3 separate regions of the Mus musculus genome follow, and all the other regions are linked to region 3. The links are chromatin contacts, called in public Micro-C and promoter capture Hi-C maps. All regions are on one chromosome and are shown on one strand. The core of a region is the stretch at or near the end of the contact, and the rest is flanking DNA. Distances in the headings are between cores, read along the strand shown. Region 1 overlaps Clcn5 (chloride channel, voltage-sensitive 5). Region 2 holds the start of Ccdc22 (coiled-coil domain containing 22). Region 3 holds the start of 2010204K13Rik (RIKEN cDNA 2010204K13 gene).

Evidence for each region. Promoter capture Hi-C pulls out the DNA fragments that hold promoters and counts their contacts. A called contact is a pair of places that touch in the nucleus more often than the background predicts.
Region 1: a Micro-C map of muscle stem cells shows a contact between it and region 3, with 2.7 times the contacts expected there. The contact joins the enhancer-like site here to the promoter of 2010204K13Rik in region 3. A contact is called at or near these places in 1 of 39 promoter capture datasets (the SN4741 cell line), 1 of 484 Hi-C or Micro-C datasets (muscle stem cells) and 2 of 115 datasets of contacts at active chromatin or transcription factors (both in the 230-238 cell line).
Region 2: a contact with region 3 is called in a promoter capture Hi-C map of liver, with 7 times the contacts expected there. The contact joins the promoter of Ccdc22 here to the promoter of 2010204K13Rik in region 3. A contact is called at or near these places in 17 of 39 promoter capture datasets (the 3T3-L1 cell line, the C10 cell line, the SN4741 cell line and 8 more), 6 of 484 Hi-C or Micro-C datasets (cortical neurons, embryonic fibroblasts, muscle stem cells and 3 more), 15 of 115 datasets of contacts at active chromatin or transcription factors (the 230-238 cell line, the NIH/3T3 cell line, astrocytes and 8 more) and 5 of 9 other capture datasets (adipose tissue, embryonic stem cells, liver and 2 more).

Annotation. Positions count from the first base shown.
Region 1 is chrX:7,281,515-7,284,214 of GRCm38.p6, reverse strand. The region is part of intron 2 of Clcn5 (chloride channel, voltage-sensitive 5); the gene reads left to right. Among named protein-coding and RNA genes, the nearest start is that of Mir532, 34 kb to the right of the region's middle. Within about 2 kb of position 1,379, at least 11 of the 459 cell types and tissues checked have an H3K27ac peak or open chromatin away from gene starts, as enhancers often do. A contact at or near this core is called in muscle stem cells, where this site is marked.
Region 2 is chrX:7,604,061-7,606,760 of GRCm38.p6, reverse strand. It overlaps Ccdc22 (coiled-coil domain containing 22), which reads left to right and starts at 1,341. Exons shown (of 17, transcript NM_138603.3): 1 at 1,341-1,517; 2 at 2,424-2,601. The coding sequence starts at 1,468.
Region 3 is chrX:7,421,697-7,424,406 of GRCm38.p6, reverse strand. 2010204K13Rik (RIKEN cDNA 2010204K13 gene) reads left to right here and starts at 1,419. Exons shown (of 2, transcript NR_027924.1): 1 at 1,419-1,528.

The DNA.
Region 1 (2,700 bases), core at 130-2,629, 140 kb after region 3:
ATATTTAGTGTTATTTTAGATTGAGAATAAACTGTATGCTTTGGATTTTTAAAGCCCATTCAGACAAAAATTAAGTTCATTTATATTTGCATTTTGACCCAAGATATGGTTTATCTTAGTAAGTTTTCCATGTCCATTTGAAGGGAACAGATATCCTATTCTTGGGCGGAAGGTTTGGTGTCAGCAGGATACAATTGTTTGCTAGAAAGTTTCAAATTTTCTCTCTTTTTCTAGTTTTCTATTTGTTCTATCAATTGTTGAAAGAGTGGTGTTAAAATCTCCAACTGTAATTATGTTGTGGAGTTATTCATCTTTGTTCATAGTTTTAGCTTCTAATATTTGAAGCTTGGTTGTTAGGTACCTATAAATTTAGCATTATTGTGTTAATTGATTGTGTCAACTGATCATTTTTTGTGCCTGCTGGTAGAGTTTGTTACAAAATCTACTTTTCAGCATTCTTTTGGTTAGTGTTCATGTGCTGTTTACTTTCTTGGCATTGTACTTTTAATTATTTGCATCATTATATTTAGATGGCCTTTTGTATATAGTCAGTACATCCTTGCTTTTTAAATCCAGTCTTCAGATTTCTACCTTTAATTCAATTGTTTGGAGCATTTACATTTTGAAATAACTTTATTGAGATGTACTTTTCATATTATACAATTTGCCCATTTAAAATGTACAATTGATTTATTCAAGACAAGATGGTTTTATGTGACCAAGACTAATTTATGTAGCTCAGGTTGGGCTAGAACTCAAAGCAGTTTTCTTGCCTCTCTTAAGTTCTAAGATTGTACTATCTGCTGCCATGCCCAGTTAAAAGTGTACAGTTGAATAGTTAAAAACTACATTTATAGTTGAAAAACCATCACAAATTATAACTTAACATTTTCATTCTTTTAAAAGAAACTTTGTACTCATTAGCAGTGACTTTTTATTTCCTCAACCCCATCCTAGGCAACTGCCGATCTACTTCTTGTCTAAAGACCTGTCTATTCTAGACATTTCCTATAAATGGAACCATATGCTATGTGGTCATTTGTGCCTAGCTTCTTTTAACTGAGCGCATTTATTTTCAAGGTTTACCCGTGCTGCAGCAGGCAAAGTACTTCATTTTATGGCCGAATAATACACCATTGAGCAGCAGCAGCACACTTGAGCTAGCCATTCATCACTTGATGGATGTTTGACTTGCTTCATTTTTCGCCCATCATGAATGATGCTACTATGAATATTCCCCTATAAAGTTTTGGGTGGACATAGGTTTTCATTTTTCTTGGCTGTATATCTAGGAGAGGAATTTCTAGGTCATGTGGTAACTATGTTTAGTATTCCTGAGCAATTACCAAGCTGTTGGCTAGAGCAGCTGCACACTGCATCTCCAGCAGCCATGTATGGAGGCTCCAGTTCTCATCCTTGCTCACAGTTGCTACTGTCTATCATGTTATTGTTCCATTTGAGTAGGCATTTCTTAATTTCTTTTAACAGTGGTTTGGAGTTTTACCAATACAAACTTGGTCATTTTTCTAGTACATTTACTACTAAGTATTTTATTTACTTTCATGAAATTCTTCAATAGTTGTTTTTTTAAATACCATTTCAGATTGGACAGTGTATAAAATTGCATGGAGTTTTTTTTTTTTTTTACTGGCCTACTGACCTAGTAACACACAATCCTAATGAATTCATTTACCTGGTCAGATTGGCTTTTTAAAAAGTGAATTTCTGAGGACTTTCTGTATATTAAGATCACACCAGCCTCCGCATGGTGGCTCCCATTTGTAACTCCAGCACTTAGGAGTCTTAGGAGTTCATTGTCATCTTCAGCTGCTGTTGGAAGTCTGGCTGGGTTACCTAGTTAGATCCTATTTCCAAACAAACACAACAACACAAAAGGTTATGGCAGCTCTAGTTAGAGATACTTTCGCTCTTTCTCCTACCTCATTGGCCTGGCTAGAGCTTACAGCACCATATTGACTAGCTGTGTGACTGTGTCTGAAGCTAGCATTTGGTCCTTTAACCTCTAGGCTTATCAGAGATAAGCCTTTAATTGAATGGTTTTATGTTGTGAAAAGGAATGAAACCTGTGCTCTAAGAGGGAGCCGAGTAAGTGTGATCAGGGCTCAGTGATCTTAGCCCTGTGTAGGGCTACCCCATAAGTGGAAGATGCTAGGATGAAGGGAGAGCTGGTCATTTTTGCTACCAGCCTACAATGGAACTCTGCTCTGGGGTGTGGGGAAGAACCAGAAACAAGAGCAACCCACTCCTGATTGGGAGCTGGGAGAAAGAAGCACCCGGATCTTCTTGGCTACTCGGCTTGGCATCAGTGTAACCTAGAAATGAGGGCTGATGGTACAAACAAAAGTAGGTTAAGATGAGATCCCAGCCCTGCTCCCCGGTCCTGTTGAGATTTACTGCATTTCCTGGAATGTGTGCTTGTCTGCTGTCTGAGTATCCTTGGGAAAATCTCCAAACACGTGAAGGGATGGATTGCCTTTAAATTACCTTTTCTTAAAAACCAGTTAAACTGTTGTTCTTCTAGCAAGACAATTAGCCAAGGTCCGTACTCTGCCCTTGTTGAAGGTCCAGGGAAAGCCTTGAGCTCAGAATTTTAAACATGGAAATTACTTAAAAATCTGGACAAACGGAGCCCAGAACACCCTTCCGTCCTTTACTCAGATTCCCCTATTTTATTTTTGC
Region 2 (2,700 bases), core at 92-2,591, 180 kb before region 3:
CAAAGTGATCTTCTTGGCATTCTGCATTAGCTATACCAAACAAAATCTCAGCATAGTTTTCTTTGGAATTGACAGTCTTTGAGACAAATGACAAAAAATAAAAACAAAAACAAAAACAAAATACCAAAACACCACCACCAACAACAAAAAACCCCAAAACCAAAAAACAAAAAAGCCAAATCCATTTTGAAAAAGAACAAGACAACAAGATGGGAGGGCTTGCCATATATGATATCAAGACTCATTGTAAATCTACAGTAATTAAAAATAGAATACAGTCAGGGGCGGTGGTACAAGCCTTTAATCCTAGCACTTGGGAGAAAGAAATATTATTATTACAATTTTGAGGCCAGCCTGGGCTACATTGCAAGATTTTGTTGTCTGAAAACCAAACCAAAGCAAGACAGGATAGCACAACGAGAGGAGAAAGAGAGAGAGAGAGAGAGAGAGAGAGAGAGAGAGAGAGAGAGAGAGAGAGAGCTTAGTTCAGAAACTGAGTCAAGTATGTGATGTGTATGTGTGATTATGACAAATGTTAGCACTACTGGATAGTAGAGACAAAAGAGGCTGTTCAATAAGGAATGGTTTCATAAGGAGGTGATCTCCTTCTGTAGCCCAATCTACACTTGGGACAGGTGCTGAGATTACAGATGTTTACCACTACGCCTGGTCTAGTAATTCTTTGCTTTTTCCATCTATTTTGTGTGCATGATAGTGGTACTGCTGCACATGTGTAGATGTCAGAGGACATTTTGTAGGAGTCCATTCTCTTTTTATGTCTCTTGGGTCCCAGGGAGGATCGACCTCAGTTTGTTGTGGTTGGTGGTTAAGTAGGTTTACTCGAGCAATGACGTTTGTTTTATTTATTTAAAATCTATTTATGATCCTTTTGTGTGTGCTCACGAGCATAAATGTGTCACAGTGCACACGTGGAATTCAGACTCTTATCAAGTCATTTCCTGCCTTCCACCATGTGGATCTCAGGGAGAGAACTCAGGTTGTGAGGCTATCCTGAGTCACATCCCCAGTCGTAGCAATTATGTCTTAACCCTAGGAAGAAGGTATTATCCAAATTCTCACTTTACAGATGAGGCTAGCAAGACACGGGGGAACAGTCATTTTGTACACGTATAAACTTTTATAGCTTGGAAGATGAACGTGTCTTATAAATGAAAATTTTTCTCTGTCCTGTCTCTCAACTCCCCAGCCCATTTCCTTTTTTTTTCCCTTGGAGGAGACCATGGGACTACAAGTGAAAGAACTACAACTTCCAGGAGCCATTACGTAATTCACACCCCGCCTCCAGCGCCGCTGCCTGCGCAACGCTCACTCCTTAGAACTACATTTCCCAATGTTCCTCGCGCGGCACGTGACTCTCTGTCCTCGCCGCGCCGAGAGCAGCGCGGAGAGCTCCAATTTCTCTGATCTGGTCCTAGACCCAGCCCCGGAGTTAGAATTAACTCCACCATGGAGGAGGCTGACCGAATCCTCATCCATTCCTTGCGCCAGGCGGGCACGTAAGTACGCAACCCCCAGTCGCCTCCAATTGCTCACATCCGGGACTCCAAATCCTAGGACCCCCATTACCCGGGAACCTTAAAATGAAGACCTTGACACCCAAAGGCCCAAACTTACAGGATTCCGAAGCCTCTCCTCCTCCTCCCTGCTTACACTCTAACATCATGACTTTCCTAAATACTTTGATGTGGACATTGGGTAAAACCTCGAGGACTCAGACACCTTACAAACTGAGACCTGCATATGCTGGGATCCTGATATCTAGAGGTTCCAGGACACCCACACCAGGAAACTGATAACACAGGAGTCTGGCACCCAGAGTCTCCAGAATTCCTGAGACTGGCAACTTGATCTTCGAACAATAACTCCTGAAACTCCCAGGACTTATCAAAATACCAGGGCCCTACATTCTGACAGTAGCAGCACTTGGTAACACAGGAACACAAAGGATGCACTATTTGAGGGACCTAAAAGTCCTTGATGCCAAAATTTAGGATGCCCGATTTTTTATTTCTATTTATTGACCCTGACATTTGAGACTTCTGAAAACTCCAGCCTCTTCCTATGTAGCTTTCCCAAACCTCGTAGATCTAGGAGGCCTTGCCATGCAAAGAACAATGTCCTGGTGCCCAGAAATATGGAGACTGTGCCACTTGGACCATTTTCACTTTTGCAGATCCCAGAGGTTGGAAACTTTGAAGTGTAGGGGAGTTTGAGACTTTTCTGAATTCAGGTCACCCTCATTCACCGAGGTCTTAGGACTAAGTAAAGGTCATAGTCACCAGCACCCAGGATCTGTTGAAGCCTTGGTTGTTCCCTGCCCCGACCTGGATTCTAGAGCATTCCCTCTCTAGAAGTCTGTACTTTGTTTCCTAACTACTCAAGCCTGGTGCTTTCCTTTTTAGGGCAGTTCCTCCAGAAGTGCAGACTCTGCGAGCTTTCACCACTGAGCTGGTCGTAGAGGCTGTGGTCCGATGCCTTCGAGTGATTAATCCTGATGTGGGCTCTGGCCTCAGTCACTTGCTACCACCAGCCATGTCTGCCCGCTTCCGCCTGGCCATGAGTCTGGCCCAGGCCTGCATGGTGAGTGCCCTCCTCCCAGTGTGCACACTGTCTTCCTTCCTTTTTCACAAAGTCGCCAAGTTCTTTGACACTTGCCTTCTTCTCTGTCCCTTTGTATAG
Region 3 (2,710 bases), core at 170-2,669:
ATAATGTCATATATGTTTATATATATGGATTCTGACTGCTCTAATCCTTACTTTCTTGTCTCTCTCTCACCCCTGTCCTCCCTTTCCTACACTCATGGCTTCTTGTTTTGTGACATACTCAGTTTAAAAAGGGTTGCTTATGTGACTGTAACTGTGGAGTTATGCACTGGACCTGGCTGGCTTCCCTAGTGGGTACATATCTGAAGATAATGATATCCGGTCTTCCAGAGTCTACCAATAGCCAATAGTTCCCCAGGGTCCTGTAAGTACTGACAAGGTAGGTAAGGGGAGGTGCTGCTTCAAGTAGGGTAGCCTTGGGAGCCTTGTCCTCTTTGAGTCTCAATTTTGTCACCTTTAAAATGCTACCAATTACTACCCCACAGGGTTTCCACACGTTGGCACTGTGCGGTGGTGTAAAGAGGTGCCCTGTCCCCAAAGGCACTGTGAACATTGCCTGTATCCAAATCTGAACTTTCTCAAAACTATAGCTTAAGGACCTGAATATACCAGAGATGGGGACCAGTCCCACTTGCTGCCCATTAACAGGCTTGCCTTACACCTCACCACGCTTTCTTGCTGCTGCAGAGAGTCCGCTCTCTTCTTCCACATTTCATTGTCACCTCAGGCTGCAATATATCAGGTGACACACTTGCTGTTCTCAGGTGAGGACAGTCACGTCCTACTCCAGATCTGTAAATGAGGTCCACAGGCCAGTGTGGCCTCAGCTCACATCTGCTATCAAGATACTGTCCTAATTAGAAAAAGCAAGCTGTAGAACAGTGTGTACAATATATTTGTGTGCATTGTAAGATAAACATATGAAGTATGCTTATGTATTTGTAAACAAATTATGAAGGAATATGTGAGGAGTTACGCTTTTGACTAGTTCTAATGGGAAGAAAGGAGACTTTTTACTCATTATTATAATTTGAAAGTTGTTACCAGGAATACAGTTTCTTTCATAATAAAAAACCTTTAAGTAAAAACATAGATAACATATAGAAACATATAGTCATGTGTTGTATGATGATGTTTGATCAACAGACCACATATATGATGGTGATCCTGTAAGACTGTGATGAGGATGAAATAAATTCTTATTGCCAAAAGATGGCAGAGCAATTGCCAAATAAGTAACACTACAGTACTCATATGTGTGTGGTGACGCTGGTGTAAATGCAGATGCAGTACTAAAAATAGGTAACAGCCAAACTCCACAGGTATCTGCAGCTCTTGGTTTGCTCATCTGTGAAATCATAGCTAATCCATAGGGCCACAATCCATAGGACCACTGTGCTCATTGAATGACTCACGCTCAGGAAATGCTTCTGCTTAGCAAAATAATGGTATAGAAGAGGCAGAAGGCAGGCTGGTTTGATGTGATAATCTCTTTCGCCACCTTGTGGTTGGTGACGCACAAGTCAGCCGTGCCGCGACACGTGTTAATAAGCAGAGACTCGAGCTTCCTCCAAGTTTGGACCTTAGTGGGCCGGATGATTTGGAACTTGGAGAACTGAGAAATAAAAACGTAAGTAGGTAGCTTATGGCTCTTTCATTTTAGGTCCTTATTGTCTAGACGCTTTACTTACATTCCCTACGCGTGCGTGCGTGCGCGCGTGCACGAGCACACGGGGAAACTCCCCCCTCCCCCCTGCCCCCGGTACTTAAAGAAGGTAAAATGTGCGTGTGTGTGCGTGTGTGCGCGCGTGTGTGTGTGCGTGCGCGCGCGCGCGTGTAAGGTGTTCGTGCTGGTGACTACAGAGGTTACAAGAGGGGCATTGGATCGATCCCCCCCCCCCGAACGTGAGTTATGGACCACCACGTGGGTCTTAGGAATTGAACCCAGACCCTCTGTGAGAATTAAGTGCTCTCAACTATTTATGCATCTTCCCACCTCCAAGTGTTAGTTTCCACAAGTAGATGTTGTGGATGTTCTAGAGACATAGTTCGGAACTCAACCACAGCAGTGTCCATGCGGACAAGAAGAGGGAACATACATGTTTCTACTACTTAGTCTCTAAATCAGATTTCTAGCCAGCTACAAGTTTCTTTGAGCTCCCTAATAGGTCGAGGGGGAGGGGCGTGCACACACACATACCCATGCCATCTATCATCTATATCATCTGTCGTCTACCTTGTTACCTAAGGAAGGAAAACCAGTGTCCCTGCGCAGAAATGTATGTGAGCTAAACACTCAAACACATAAGATAAATAAATCTTAGTTGATTCTAATCCTTACTGTCCCTTGGTCATGGTCTATCACATCCATGGGGCATGGCTTCTGCCAGGCAGTTCTTGTTTTCCTCATGAGCCAAAGTTGTATGGAAGAGCATCCAATCAGTAGAACCTACTAGGGCATAGTCCTTCCCCTAGGCTAAGCTTGGGTTTCCATCCGAGGGAGGCAGGACTCTGAATGGAAGGATTTCTGAAAAAATTACAAGGACTGTTGAGAAATGCTTGGGTAAGGCAGGGAACCATGAGTACTTCAGATCTTGTCTTCCTTTCCCAGATCCAGCTCTCCCAACAACAGTAGGCTTGAGAGATGTATGGCCCAGGCACACCTGGGAATCTAGAGCTGCCTAATTTTTGGTTAGGTTACATTTAAGCTATTTTCTGGGTAGGTAATGTGTTAACAAATGGGAGGGTTGTTTTTGGACTAGGGTCTCCACTGGAGTATGGATCATGCTGTCTAATTTACCATTGTATTACG